Linked DNA regions of Mus musculus: regions 1, 3, 4 and 5 are each linked to region 2. The links are chromatin contacts, called in public HiChIP or PLAC-seq and promoter capture Hi-C maps. All regions are on one chromosome and are shown on one strand. Each heading gives the region's core, a stretch centred on a gene start, on an enhancer-like site or on the middle of the called end of the contact. The rest is flanking DNA. Distances are from core to core; before and after follow the strand shown. Region 1 holds the start of C2cd4c (C2 calcium-dependent domain containing 4C). Region 2 holds the start of Slc1a6 (solute carrier family 1 (high affinity aspartate/glutamate transporter), member 6). Region 3 holds the start of Plpp2 (phospholipid phosphatase 2). Region 4 holds the start of Mier2 (MIER family member 2). Region 5 holds the start of Shc2 (SHC (Src homology 2 domain containing) transforming protein 2).

Region 1 (2,700 bases), core at 35-2,534, 830 kb before region 2:
AAGCGCCAGTAGAGCAAGCCCAAGGCACCTGGTTCCTGGGGGCTGTGATCCTGTAGCTAACCTTAGGTTGAGCCTGGCCTTACCCTGCTAGGTCTCTTTTGCCATGGCTGATGGATGGCAGTTTCTTCCATTGCCCTCTAGATTTCCTGTTACAAGATTTTTGTTTGTTTTGTTTTTGTTTGGTTTGAGACAGTCTCACTATGTAACCTTGGCTGTCCTGGAACTTGCTATGTAGACCTGGCTAGACTCACATAGAGATCTGCCTGCCTCTGCTCCCCTCCCCCTCCAAATGCTGGAATTAAAGGTGTGTGTCACCACTCCAGGACTGTTATAGCTTTGTCATGGAGAGCCACACACCTATATTGTCATTCGCCGGTGTGTTGTTCCATGGCTACCTGTTTCATTGGTCACTAGGATAGCCATCAGACTGTTCCCAGCATCTGGGTCATTTGGCCATAGATGGGTACCAGATAAATGTAGGCCCATGGAAGGTGTATTACACCAAGTACCTGATGCTGAGCTGTGGAAACCCAGCCAACAGTGACCAGGCCTTTCTCTGGGTGGGTTGTTCTCCTAGAGTGAAATTGTCACCTCATCTACAAACGCTGAGGATGACTGACTCCCTGCTGGGTGGCCATGGGAACCAGAGATGGAGAAGGTCATGTAGAGGCTGATTGGGACTCAGTTCCCAATTCCAATCATTAGAGTTATTATTATTGGTTGAAGACCAGCTGGCTAGTGAAGGGATCTGTTGTGTTCCCCAGAGCTGAGAGGAGAGGCTGGGACTAGAAGTGGTACAGCTAGACTCAGCTGGATTCAGTGACACAAGCCCCGCCCCTCAGCTCCCCTTCCAGACTCTATGTATTCCATTCAGTCTAGCATCAGGAGGCTTAGATCAGTAGTCTGGGTCTTGCCCAGGACCACAGGCTATACAAGTTGGTATCACCCCTCACCCCTCACAGAACTCTTTCTCTGTACCAGGAGGCAATGCCCCATCCACCCTGTACCAGGCAGGTGGTTCAGTGCTACCAACCCTGCCCCTGGCTGGAACAATGTAGTCCAGACACTCCTGCCAGCTCCGCCCCTTCTTCAGGCTCCACCCTATTTACCAGTAGCTCCGCCTCCCCCCTCCTCAGCTTGAACCAGGAGACTGTCTCCTAGGCCCAGCTCCGCATGCAGACCCGCCCTATTTATATTAGGAGCCCTGCCCCCGATTCCCCGCCAGTTCGGGAGGCCCCGCCCCTCGCGGATTGCGAGGACGCGGGCGCGCGGCCGCAATCGGAGGAATACGGCTTGGTGGGCGGTTTCCCGCGCCGAGAGGAGAGCTGGCCACTGCGCTACCGCCTCGCTCGCAGCTGCGCCGGGCTGTAGCCTAGCTCCGCGTTCCGGAGTCGCCGCAGCCCGTGGGGCAGGTGAGCCCAGCGCGCTCCGCGCTACCCATACCCGGCGCACAGGGAGTCGGGGGCGCGGTCAGTTCGCTGCACCGGGCCCAGGGCTGTCGCCGCCTCCCCCAACGCACAGCGCAGCAGCTGAGTGAAGCCACAGGTGGGTGGCAGCTGGGGGCGGGGCCGGGATGCTCAGGCCTGTGGTTCCCTGGGGGGACCCCGATCCCCTGAGGTGGTGGTGGGTGGGTGCGCAGGATACAGGCCGGGCCCAGCTCGCGTGGGAGACTGACCCTGCTCAGGGCGCCCCAAGTGCTCAGCGTGATCCTACACTACGCTGGCTTCAACCCTAACAGGTGGTGACCCCTGAACCAGGTGTCAAGCCCATGGGGCCCTGGCGGATGACTCCCATGTACAGTACCACCCCCTGACATCCCTGACAGTCAGTTGACAGCTGGGCATAAATGCCAACTTCTTGATAACCCTAAGGTGACCCCTTAACACAAGTCCGACCCTTTGACAGCCCTGACAGGTGACATTTGAGCACAAGTGTCACTTCTGACTCCTATTTCTTTCCTCAGACTCCTGGTCTCTTGCCTGTCGCCCTCATGAGAAAAACCAACATGTGGTTCTTGGAACGACTTCGGGGGTCTGGGGAGAACGGAGCCAGCCGCGGTGAGGCTGGGGACAAGTCTTCCAAGGGTCCCTTGTATAGCAACGTGCTGACTCCGGACAAGATCCCCGACTTCTTCATCCCGCCCAAGCTGCCCTCTGGCCCCACAGAGGCTGAGGGACAGGCGGACCTGGGCCCCTCCACCTCAGAGCAAAACCTGGCTTCACCTGGGCCCCGTCGAGCACCTCGCAGTCCCCGGCTGCCGGCCAAGTTGGCCTCAGAGAGCAGGAGCCTGCTGAAGGCAGCCACACGACATGTGATTCAGATAGAGAGTGCGGAGGACTGGACAGCCGAGGAAGCCACCAACGCTGACCCCCAGGCGCAGGGTGCCATGTCATTGCCCTCTGTGCCCAAGGCTCAGACATCCTATGGCTTTGCCACACTGGCCGAGAGCCCCCACACCAGGCGCAAGGAGTCCCTTTTCCACAGTGAGCACGGGGCCCTGGCCCAGGTCGGATCCCCTGGTGCTGGCCGCCGGCGAGCAGGGGCCAAGGGCAATGGAGGTGATGGGGGATCCCGGGAGGTTGGGGGGGCCCTGATGAGCCCTAGCCGCTACTTCAGTGGCGGGGAAAGTGACACAGGGTCCTCTGCTGAGTCGTCCCCCTTCGGGTCCCCTCTGCTGTCTCGCTCTGTATCGCTGCTCAA
Region 2 (2,700 bases), core at 13-2,512:
TCCTCTTTACCACCGAGCCATCTCTCCAGCCCTAAAGCTGTAAGCTTAAATGGCCTGTTTTTTCTCTCCTCCCTCCATTCTCAGGCCTATAACTAAGCCATCTCCAGGGCCTTTTCTTGCACAAACGATGGCGGGCTAAAGGAAGATTCTTTGTTTAAATAACATCATATATTGATGCTATGCTACCTGGAGGAGTAAGTGACAGACGGGAAAGAGGCAAGATAGACATCATTCATCACACACTCACTTGAATACAGACAGCGTCACATCCTGTGTGCAACTGACACCTATGTACTCCTTTATGGACATGCAGTCCCACGCAGACTCTTCAGACATACAGCCACACACCCTCCAGAACTGTGAATCCATACGCGCCATGCCAAACACATATTTCCTCCCCACAAACAAACCTTTGCTACAGTCATGCACACCAGAAGACAGATAACCTCTCTCACACCGTCAGAAATACAACCAACCCCATACATTCAGCATTAGACATACAAAGTCTACACAGAGAAACACACACATGCGCGCCAGCACGCGCGCGCCACCACCATGCACACCATGAAACTCAAAGCCACACACTTTGAGCCTCCTGCACAAGTACCCCATGCAAATGAAACTCCGTGGACAATGATGTTCACCAAAGTCTTAGGCACACAAGCACATGCTCACCCAAAAATAAATAACACAGTACAACCACAATCGCACCTCCATACCCAGCTCCCTTGGAATGATGGTCGGTCTTAACCACAGCAGGCATGTCTGGAGTTGGATTATGAACCCCTGGTAGGGAAAATGGAGTCCAGCCAAAGAAATAGGAGAGACATCATATTCAGTATTGGAAATAGGACTGCCTGGGAGTTGAGGTTGCTGAATGGGGAGTTCTGGAGATGGGAAGGAGACCCAGGGATCTAAAGTAAGGAAACTCACCAGAGTGGCAGGGCAGAGGCAGGCTCAGCACCTATAACGGGACTGGAAAGCACTGAGGAAAGGTAATGAGAAAGTGGAGACCTGTGCACAGGGAATGACTCGGACCCAGAGCCAACCCTACTCAGGATAAATGTCCCACTCACCAGCCTCGGGTCAGCGGGGCCGCCTTGCCCGCGCCTTGGCCTGCGCGCTGCGCCGGGATGCAGAAGCCAGAACCCGCTGAAGGACCTGGCCGGGTCCGCAGGGACCCTCCAGGGACCCGCGCTGTGTCTGCGTTGGGGACCCGAAGACAGAGAGAGCGACGCGGAACAGGGATGCGCTATGCAATCGGAGGAATGCAGGCTGGCCTTGAGCTCACGTGGGTGCGGGGGGCGCGGGGCCGGGGCGGGGGGCGGGACCCCCTCGGGGATGTCCCCCTGCCGCAGCTGCTCAGGAGCTCCGGGACGCGGGGCGGGCGGGGTGACCGGCCTCTCCCGCACAGCCTCCGCCCCCGCGCCGAGCCGCGCCTCCGAGCCCGCCCCCTGCCCCTCCCGAGTCCTCCGAGGCCAGCAGGCCTCCTGGGATGTTGGGGTACCCAGCCCTGTTACCGCTGGGAGAGCGCCCACATCCTCAGCGTGGGTCTGAGGCAGGGGGAGGGAAGACAGCCCGCATCGGGTGACCACAGCCACCACGTGGGCTCGCTGCCCAGCTTCTCCCTCAGGTGCACCTTTCTGGCTTTGGCCACTTTACTGCTGTGTCCCTCTCGGCCAGTCCCTCTCCCTCTCTGAGCCTGGCCTCCTCGCTGAAACAAGGGAGGTGACTTGGCCGACCTGAGAGAAAATTACAGCTGAGGAAAGTAAAGCGAACGTGAAAACGCTCTCTGCAGCATGAAGCGCTGTGCAAATCGAAACCTTTCATAATTGCTGTTACTGTTGTAATTAATGGTATCCCTTGCAATCTGCAGCGTATCTGCGACACTGTGGAGCTGGCATCTTCCTCCAGGTTGACACTGACTTGGTAGCTTCCAGCACATTAGTTCTTCTGAGAACTGAGCCTCTTTACAGAGTTTGACACCAACCCCAGCGGGATAATAAAAATCAACCCGGAAGACACTGGTTAGATGGCTTACTACTGCTTGCAGGGCAAGGCTGGCAACCTGAGTTTCATTCCTAGAACTTACGTAATGGTGAAGGAGAGAACCAACAAGGAGAGAACCAACACCAGATCTCCACGGATGTGCCGTGGCAAGCTCACAATACAAACATGTACTGTAGTGTAGTCAATCGATGTTCGTTGTTGTTATTACTGTGCTATTATTGATGGCAACATCATGCATCTGGAAGATTCCTTGAGTTCTATTTCATTTACATAGCCATACTAAACACACGTTACCACCCCAGTTTGCAGACAAAGTGACAGGTTCTCATAAAATAGCACAGCCTTCAGAGCTGTCCAGTCGTTGTACTCAGAGCCCTGGCCCTAATCCTTGAACACTTGCTAAACAAGGTAGTTCTCAGTCTTACCTGGACCTTTTAAACACAAGGAGAACAGTTTTAAATTCTGATGCCAAATCAAAACTGCACTGGGATTCTACCCCACACCCTCCCCCCAAGTCAGTGTGGCTCTCAATCCAGAGATCCACAAATCAGTGGACCAGTGTGGCTACAGGTACGTTGTGGGATCATCCCAAAAGTTCACCAGCCCCTGAACAAAAAAAAAAAAAAAAATGCAGTACATTTACACCATGAAATTTTGCACACCCATAAAGAATGAAATGATCAAATTTGC
Region 3 (2,700 bases), core at 83-2,582, 750 kb before region 2:
TAGTGTCCTCTCACCAGAGCCCAGCCTGCCCTTGTCTTTAAAGGGTCAGACCTGCCACATAGGTGTCAGGTAGGCATGGGGGAGGGACATGAATGAAGACCTGAAGCCAGGTTTCTGCACAGTCCTTGTCCAGTCCTGTGTGTAGCACAGGTTACAGTGTATTGAAAGCTCTGCCTGCCCATTTTATAGGCCACTTTCTAGGATGCAGGGACCCTCCCTTACCCCGAACAGGTCACTGCATGCTGCTCCCCCCCAGCACCAAAGCACAGGCACTTGGGTTCTCTGAGGACCTCTCAGGTCAACTCTGCCTAGGTGACATCCTGCAGGAGAGAAGGTCAGGGGAGACCTTTTGGACCTTCAGCAAGGGGTTGTCTCTTTCCTGACCTTCCCTGCCCTCAAGTCTCAAACATCCTGGACTCAAGTCAACCTTGTGGTGGAGGAAGGTCTGACTGGCTCTGAGTGTGGCCTCCGTGGAGGCATCAAGGAGCTGGAGTCTCTGGAGTGGAGGCTTCACGCTGTGGCCTCTTACAAAGGATTCAGTGTGGGTTTTGGAGATCCTGGCCTTTCTTTCCAGAGTCTACATGCCCTTGGCTCCCAAGTGTCCCTGGCCCAGGGTCTCAGGACACCCCCTGAACAGGGTAGGCTGGGTCCCACCCATCATAGGTCAATTTCAGAATCTCTGTGGCATTCTCTAGAGTGGATACAGCCTGTGTTAAGGCATGATCCTGACCTTCCCACCATGAAGGGTCTTGAAACCTTCCAACCTGACAGCAACTACAAGATGCTACTTTAGAGGGAAGGTGGGCTTCTGCCTGAGTTTGGTCATCCCATGCTAAGGTACTTATGGGTTTAGAAGTGTCACTGTGTCCAGCACAGGTGCCCTCCTCTGGAAAGGTTGAGATCAACTTAGGAGTGCTGCCCAGGCGGTTGTCGGCTTGCCCTCTCTGCAACTCTGCATTATCACTGCAGAACCCCGCCCAAGTGTTGGGGACACCTGGGTGACCTCCAGCCTACAGTCTTGAGTTCTGGTGGCCCCTCCCAGCTGGAAGACTCCTTTCTGCATGGAGACCCCAGTCAACACTTCTGAGTCTTGTTCTCAGCCCTGAGATTCTCGGATCCCAGCTTGGAGATCCCTCCCAAATAGGGGACTTCAGTTTGTCCTGAGACACGCTCCCACACCCGCCCATCCCAGCCCCTGCCCCTGCGCGCCCGGGTCAAGGTGGCAAACACACCCCTCAGGGCCTCCGCCCTCTCCTGCCCTCCCGCCTCCGCACTTTCTCTTCATGCCACGCCCTCCCTCAGCCCCGCCTCCGCCTCGCCCGGGCCCTTTCGTCAAGCCCTGCCCTTTCCCTGGGTCCGGCAGTCTCCACCGCCATGTGATCCTGGGGCTGCCGGGACAGCTGGGGCAAGCGGGGGTCGCGGGCGTCCCTGGGCCGGGGCGACATGGAGCGGAGGTGGGTCTTCGTGCTGCTGGACGTGCTGTGCGTGTTGGTCGGTAAGAGCCTCAGCCCCGGGTGCGGGGACTTTTTCCCAGGTGCACACTCCCTCGGTCCCTCTGGCCAGTGTGCGTTAGAGATGCGGACGATGGTGACCAATGCTTTACACTTCCCTGTGAGCACCCCGCCAGCCCTCCTGGGCTCCTGGCGGGATCGGGGCTGCCTGTCTACCTGTAGCTGTTCCTGGGTGGAGGGTCCTGGCAGCAGGAAGTCGCTCGAGTGCCGCGGAGCGATGTGACTCACACGGGCGGGGCAGAACCAAGACCCTGCAGGCCAGTGACCCATGGCCAAGGTCCAGCACTGTGCCCTCGGGAGGCGGGGACAGCTAGGCTCGCACAGACAAACCTGCCATTCCGGTTCAGGCCGCTGGGAGGAGCGTCCCGAACCCCCCAGGCTCGAACAAAGGCCAAGTGTTCGTTGGGGCCCAGGGGACAGTGGCTGGATTCTAACCCAAGGCGGTGACGGTGACGGGGTGCCTCTATCTTCCTTCATTCTGCATCTCCCTCCCCTTCCACCTTCCATATCCCGGAAGGATACTCATTTTAGCTGGGCCCGTTGGCAGCCAGAAAGCCCGTGGGACACCCCTCAGCCATTGGCACCCTTTTTAAGTGTATGGGTTTGTAGAACCATTTCTGTTGCTTTAACTGTATGCCAGGGACTACAGGACTTGGAAATAGTCTACATTTTTCCTTGGAAAGTCCTGAGTCCCCAGGGGCGGAGCTACCTGGGAAGTCACAGCAGCAGGAGGAGGCCTATGCCTCTGAGTGGCTGAATGAACACTGGAGTCAGTGCACACTTTGGGTGGTGATAGGGAAGCCTTGCAGCCAGAGTGAAGGAGGCCCTTTCCTGTTGGTGGGAACAAAGTACCCTACAAATACCCACTGCAGGTGGAGGAAGAAGAGGGGACACAGCTGGGAGCCAGTGTCCTGGCCCACACCTGCCATGCAACCCAGCCATGTTCAGGGCTTTAGGTTCGTCCAGACCTTGCACAGCTGTGGTCTGCCTGGCTTGTCTGCTGAGGATTCACTAACTTCAGTTGTCTTCAGTGTTGCTCTCTACCACCAGATCCTTGGAGTTTACCTCCTCCTATGCAGAAGATGTGTGTTTCCCCTGATCTCTCACATCCTCCTCTGACCTCAGCTCCTCTATTTCCTCTGAACCCCCTCTTTCCTCTCTCATCTTTTCTGATACTCTCTTCTCTTTG
Region 4 (2,700 bases), core at 145-2,644, 770 kb before region 2:
AAGAACACAGTCTCACCATTGAGCGGGACCTTCCCTTTTAGGCTGGGTCTGGAGCCCACACTTCTGTCAACAGTTTCTGAACTCTGGCCTGGATGAGAGATGTTGTCTAGGCATCACCTGAGGAAATGCTGAGTGTCCACCTCCCCTAATGATGCTCATATTTCCCAGCTGGCTGAAAGGTCACCTCAGTTCCCCATTGCAACTATCAGGTCCATGGGAAAGAAAGCCCTAACCTTGAAGAATCTTTCTGCTCATCCATTCATCCAATTGCTTAACCTTTGGTAATTGGTTAATTTGTGTGTGTTTGCTATTGTTGTTTGTCTTGACACATATAGGGTCTTACTACGTAGCCAAGGTTGTCCCAGAACTTGCTACATAGACCTCCAACTCACAGAGACCTGTTTGCCTCTGACTTCTGAGTGCTGGGATTAAAGGCTTGTGGCACCATACCCAGTAGCTTGGTTTCTTGAGGCAGGGTCTCGCTCCAAAGCCCATGCTAGCCTCAAACTGATAGTAACTCTCATGCCTCAGCCTCCTGGGCACTGGAGTTACAAGTATGGGCGACCATGCCTGGCTTTCTCTAGTGATCCTTGTCACAGTTCTCTTTTTGGGTTAGGACTGACTGACTCAGGTTCATGGAATGATGAACCCACCAAACGAGCAGGGGGCAGACTTTCTGTCTTGGGCAAATCCTCAGGGGTGGGAGACAGCTTTTGTGCTTGAACCTTAGTGGTGCCTTCACCTCCCAGCTTGGTCCTGGCCCCAGAGGGAAGGAAGAGTCATTTGGTGACTTGTGTAGACCAGAGGCCTTCACCTCTGCAAGCCTAGGTCTGCCCACCGGTCTGCCTCTCCCATTCTGTCTGCACCCTCCTGACAGCGAAAGTCAGGTTTGTGCACCTGTTCTGGAGGCTCTCATGCCCTGCTCTCTGTACCAGTGTCCTTCACCTCAGGACCACCCCCTCACCCCTAGACCATCCCTCACCTGTCAGTTGTTTCATCTCATTCTCCCTCATTTCAAGACATCCTCCCCTTCATCTCTGGACTATCCCCTCTCACCTCTAGTCCATTCCCCATCACTTCTGGACCTTCCCCTCACCTCCAGACCATACCCATTTCACTTCGGGACCCAAACCCCTCACTGCTAGATTGTCCCCTCACCTGTGGAACCTCTTCACTTGTAGACTGTTCTTCACCTGTGGCTTGTTCCCTGTTTGCGCCATCTCCCTCACCTGTGGACACACAGGAATCAGCTGATTGGCTGATGTACGGGCGTGGGGTACACCGGACCCAGGCTATAGATCTCCGCTCCTCGCCAGCACACCTACTACGCGCCTCCTGCGGCCCCGCCCCACTCCGCCTCCCAGCTCCTCCGCCAATAAGCGCGCGGCACCGCATCCGGGGACCCGCGCGGCCGCCGCCTCCCGCGCGCACGCTCGGCCATGGCGGAGGTGAGTGAGCGGCTGGGTAGCGGCCCCTCCCACACACTGCCCTGGGTCGACCTGGTCCGGCCCGTGCTCTCCCAGTCCGAGCGCCTCGAGCCTCCCCACTATTACCGGGCGGAGCATGAGCCCCGTGGGCGCCCGACGACCCCCCTTCCCCATCTCGGCTATGGTGCGCATGCGCGGGCGGGCGGGGGGGAGGGGCGCGAGGCGCGGGCGGCCGGGTGCGGGGCCGAGACCCGGGGCCGCGCGGCGGGAGGGCGCCGCGGACCGGGTGGGTGTGCGGCGCTGGCGTCTGGGACGGCGGCGCGGGGACCGCATTCCGGCGCGTTGGGGATGAGCAGGGCGCGGAGTCGGCGGCTCTCTGCGAGCGGAAAGTTTCGCGCGTGGAGTTCGTCTGGCTGTGGGAGCGAGAGCGCGGGCCTCCCCGCGGGTGCGGGGCTGCGGCGCACAGCCCAGAGCTGACCTGCACCTCGGGGTGCGGCCGCTGAACTCCGGGACCAGCCCCCAGCGACGCGCTGCGAATCCGCCACTCCGGTACTGGAACTCTGCACAGTGCGCGAGTGGGGCAGCTTGGGGCAGCAACAGGCCCGCGCGTGGGCCACAGGGTCGGGATCTGGGGGCCCCGTTGGACAACTCTGGCTGGTTGACTCAGAGGGTTCTTAGGGGTTTAGTTCCTTCTTTAGGGGGCCTTTGGGGAAGCAGACCTTCTGAAGACAAGATAGATCAACCGATACCCCTTTTGGGGCATGGCGGCCAAGTGGGTGCTCTTGGGCTGCTCTGCCCTGTGTGGCATGGGTGGTGGAGACTCCCCAGCCTGTGCTTACGTGCTCTCCTGGAGTCTAGGATTTGGAAGGGTTCTGCCTCAGTTTCCTCATCTTAAGTGGGAACCTGGTGGTGCCTTTCTATAACTGAGAGGGTGTTTTGCTGCATCCATGTTTTGAACTCATGAAAGTGGCAGTGGTTACATAGAAGTCCTCAGTGTCAGCTACTTGGTTAGTGTGTGTCTCAGCCATCTCTTTGAGCTGGTGGCTTGTCCCGTTCTTAGTCTAAGCCACACCTCTTCGCTGTGCCTATCCTTTGCAGTCCTCATGAGACCATCCAGCCCCTGGGTTTCTTTCTTGTAGTCGGAATTCCTACAGAGTTGCCTGTCAGTTGTCCCACTTCATCTGGTCTCTAGGACGCCACCTCTGACCCCAGCTGCCCAGCTCCCACCCGTTTTCTTCATTCCTGTCCCTTGGTTTAGCTCCCTTGTTTGTCC
Region 5 (2,700 bases), core at 126-2,625, 860 kb before region 2:
TACGTCATTTGTTGCCGCAGATTAAAGAGTAGAGCCAGCCCTATAACCTCCCCATTCAGTGATGTTTGTGCACCCAGACCGGGAACGCCTTGGTCCACACTTAATCAGCTAGATTCTACAGCCATTTTTCAGACTTCAGCCCAGTGGCGCTCCTCTTCCAGCAGACAACACCAAAGGCGACCTGGCTGGGCTCCTGAGAGTGCCTGTGTGGAAGTGGCTGAGAGCCAGGCGCGCGCGCCTCCGCCCCCTCCACAGGCAGTGATCTAGTTTCTCTCGCATCGATCTGGCCGGCCTTGCCCCTCCTCCGCACCCTGCCCCGCCCAGCACTCTTCTCTTTGTTTCCCGGCAGTACTGTCCTGGAAAGGGCGGGGGACAGAGGCAGGGTGATGATGACAACCCCTTCCCTCACAGAAGGAATCCCCTTGGGGTCTGAATCGGTGTCTCCGAGGTCTCTTGAGCCTGGGCTGGGGCTGTTGGCAGGCCTGAGAGTTCTGACCCTCGGGTTCCAATATGAACCCAAAGAACCGATGGATGTCCTTTGCTTACAGCCTAGGAAACAGGCCAGGAGCCAGCAGAAGCGACCCATGGTCACCTTTAGACTTCTCCAGACGCAGCGCCACCCGCGGTGTCCTGGGCACTTGCTTCACTTCCAGGCCTCAGTTTCCCTTTAAGCCTTGGCCTTGCTCCAGGGTTCAGTTTTCCCACTAACCAGTAAAGAAGGTTCAGTTGGAGGGGGTACCCTCTGAGTCTGAGGTTCTCTTGTCCTGGACCCCAGCCTGTGCACTGGCCCAGGCCCTATTTGGACCCTATTTAGAAGTAAAGTTGGGCAGGATATGACTGAACGTGTCAAGGACCCGGATAGTCTCATCCTGCCTCTACCACCCAGACCTCAAGTTCCCTTTTGTGCCTTATCCTTACCCTAGCCCTCGGTTTCCTCACTGAGCAAACCCGGTGGAACAGTGGCTTAAGGGATACTTAGGGGCCGGAGGATAGCTCTACAAAGCCAGGCCTCAGTTTCTCAACTTAGAAGTAAAGAAGGGCAGGATGTTGCTGGAACAGTGGTGAAGGGTGGCCTCGGGGTTAGGGGATCACTCCCTGCACCTGCGACTTCAGGCCTTAGTTTCTCTATTTAGAAGAAAAGAAGGGAGGATAGGATGCTGCTGGAGTGAAGGCAGAGACTTGGAAGTTGAAGAATGGCGCCCCGCCCCGTGTATGCGACCCCTGTCCTCAGTTTCCCCATCGGTCTGAGCCTGACTGGACATTCCCTCGGGGAGCCCCGGCAGGCTGCGCTAGGTCGGAGGCGGCGCTGCCAGAACAGGGTCGGGGTCCCAGGAGTGTAGCCCCCCGCGGCTGCGCGCTGCGCGGAGCGGTGACATCACTCGGCGGGGAGGAGCGCACGGCTCTGGACCAGGCTCAGCCGGGGCTCCTCGGCGGCCGCGGCCATGACGCAGGGTCCGGGTGGCCGCGCGGCCCCCGAGCCCGAGGCGCCCACCACCTTCTGCGCACTGCTGCCGCGGATGCCGCAGTGGAAGTTCGCAGCGCCGGGTAGCTTCCTGGGCCGCGGTCCCGCGGCGACGCGCGTGGCGGGGGTGGCAGAGGCGCAGCCGGAGCCCGGGGTCCCCGCGCTGGCCGCTGTGTTGGGCGCTTGCGAACCGCGCTGCGCCGCGCCCTGTCCGCTGCCCGCGCTCGGCCGCTGCCGGGGCTCGGGGACGCGGGGCGCGCGGGTGACTCCGGATGTCGCTGACGAGTGGGTGCGCAAGGGCGGCTTCATTCACAAGCCGGCGCACGGCTGGTTGCATCCCGATGCCAGGGTCCTGGGGCCCGGGGTCTCTTACATCGTTCGGGTGAGTGCGCTCAGCCTCTTTCCCGGCGCGCCGTGGTCGGGGACCGCTCCCACCCCCAGTTTGGTCTCTTGGACCCCAAGAGCCAAGTGAGCGCTCCCCACAACCCAGGAACCCAGTCTCCAGTACGCGCGCTTCTCGACCGCCCCCACTCGCAGGCGCTGGGGTCCGGGTTCTCACGGCGTCACGTGGGGAGGGGCGGGGAGAGGGCGCAGGTAGGGAGGGGACACACGCATGCGCAAGCTAGCCGCACCCCCCCTCCGCTATTGGGTGGGAGAGTCCTTAAGATAAGGACTAGGTATCCGAGGGTTCCCTGACCCCGGAGAAAGCAACTTTGCAGGCTTATAGTGGGGACTCAAGCTCAGGGCTCAGGGTTCCAAATTCCACATCAGAGCCGATGAAGTGAAGGGGCCTGGCTTTGTTTATCCCCTTTATTTTGGCAGAGGTGGAAAGGGGTAGGGATTTGGCCAGAGGATAGCGACTTCCAGCTGCAGGCCATCATTCTGGCTTATCAACCCCAAATATTGGGATGCTAAGATGAGTGTCACCACTTCCAGACCTTTGTTCTTTGTTTTGTTTTTGAAACGGGGTCTCATGTAGCTCAGGCTGACCTGGAAGTCACTATGTAGCTGAGGATAACCTTGCATTCCTGATCCTCCTGCTTCCACTTTGCAAGAGCCAGGGTGACAGTCATGCACCACCACACCCATTCCCTATGATGCTGGGGATGGAGCTCAGCCCTTTTCATGTTAGTTGAGCTCTGTATCTGCTTAGCCCCAGCCCCTACCCAGGTTTCTATTGTGACCTTTGCAAGGGTGGGGGGATGGTGTACCACGTGCCCTCAAGTCATTGGGGACAT

What was found. HiChIP or PLAC-seq counts read pairs in DNA pulled down with a chosen protein or histone mark. Capture Hi-C pulls out chosen DNA fragments and counts their contacts.
Region 1: a contact with region 2 is called in an H3K4me3 HiChIP or PLAC-seq map of stem cell-derived neural progenitor cells, with 5 times the contacts expected there. The contact joins the promoter of C2cd4c here to the promoter of Slc1a6 in region 2. A contact is called at or near these places in 4 of 39 promoter capture datasets (embryonic stem cells, hippocampal neurons, pre-B cells and 1 more) and 2 of 115 datasets of contacts at active chromatin or transcription factors (astrocytes and stem cell-derived neural progenitor cells).
Region 3: a contact with region 2 is called in an H3K4me3 HiChIP or PLAC-seq map of stem cell-derived neural progenitor cells, with 5 times the contacts expected there. The contact joins the promoter of Plpp2 here to the promoter of Slc1a6 in region 2. A contact is called at or near these places in 1 of 39 promoter capture datasets (embryonic stem cells), 6 of 115 datasets of contacts at active chromatin or transcription factors (embryonic midbrain, embryonic stem cells, forebrain and 1 more) and 1 of 9 other capture datasets (embryonic stem cells).
Region 4: a contact with region 2 is called in a promoter capture Hi-C map of pancreatic islet. The contact joins the promoter of Mier2 here to the promoter of Slc1a6 in region 2. A contact is called at or near these places in 1 of 39 promoter capture datasets (hippocampal neurons), 1 of 484 Hi-C or Micro-C datasets (embryonic stem cells), 6 of 115 datasets of contacts at active chromatin or transcription factors (astrocytes, embryonic limb bud, embryonic stem cells and 1 more) and 1 of 9 other capture datasets (pancreatic islet).
Region 5: an H3K27ac HiChIP or PLAC-seq map of embryonic stem cells shows a contact between it and region 2, with 5 times the contacts expected there. The contact joins the promoter of Shc2 here to the promoter of Slc1a6 in region 2. A contact is called at or near these places in 5 of 39 promoter capture datasets (cranial neural crest, embryonic stem cells, hippocampal neurons and 2 more) and 4 of 115 datasets of contacts at active chromatin or transcription factors (embryonic stem cells, forebrain and stem cell-derived neural progenitor cells).

What each region holds. Positions count from the first base shown.
Region 1 is chr10:79,612,602-79,615,301 of GRCm38.p6, reverse strand. It overlaps C2cd4c (C2 calcium-dependent domain containing 4C), which reads left to right and starts at 1,284. Exons shown (of 2, transcript NM_198614.3): 1 at 1,284-1,545; 2 at 1,964-2,700. The coding sequence starts at 1,991.
Region 2 is chr10:78,779,058-78,781,757 of GRCm38.p6, reverse strand. Slc1a6 (solute carrier family 1 (high affinity aspartate/glutamate transporter), member 6) reads right to left here and starts at 1,262. Exons shown (of 10, transcript NM_009200.3): 1 at 1,077-1,262. It also overlaps a transcript of Ccdc105 not described here.
Region 3 is chr10:79,532,419-79,535,118 of GRCm38.p6, reverse strand. Plpp2 (phospholipid phosphatase 2) reads left to right here and starts at 1,332. Exons shown (of 6, transcript NM_015817.3): 1 at 1,332-1,495. The coding sequence starts at 1,444.
Region 4 is chr10:79,553,822-79,556,521 of GRCm38.p6, reverse strand. Mier2 (MIER family member 2) reads left to right here and starts at 1,394. Exons shown (of 14, transcript NM_001316699.1): 1 at 1,394-1,448. The coding sequence starts at 1,440.
Region 5 is chr10:79,636,593-79,639,292 of GRCm38.p6, reverse strand. It overlaps Shc2 (SHC (Src homology 2 domain containing) transforming protein 2), which reads left to right and starts at 1,375. Exons shown (of 13, transcript NM_001024539.1): 1 at 1,375-1,844. The coding sequence starts at 1,443.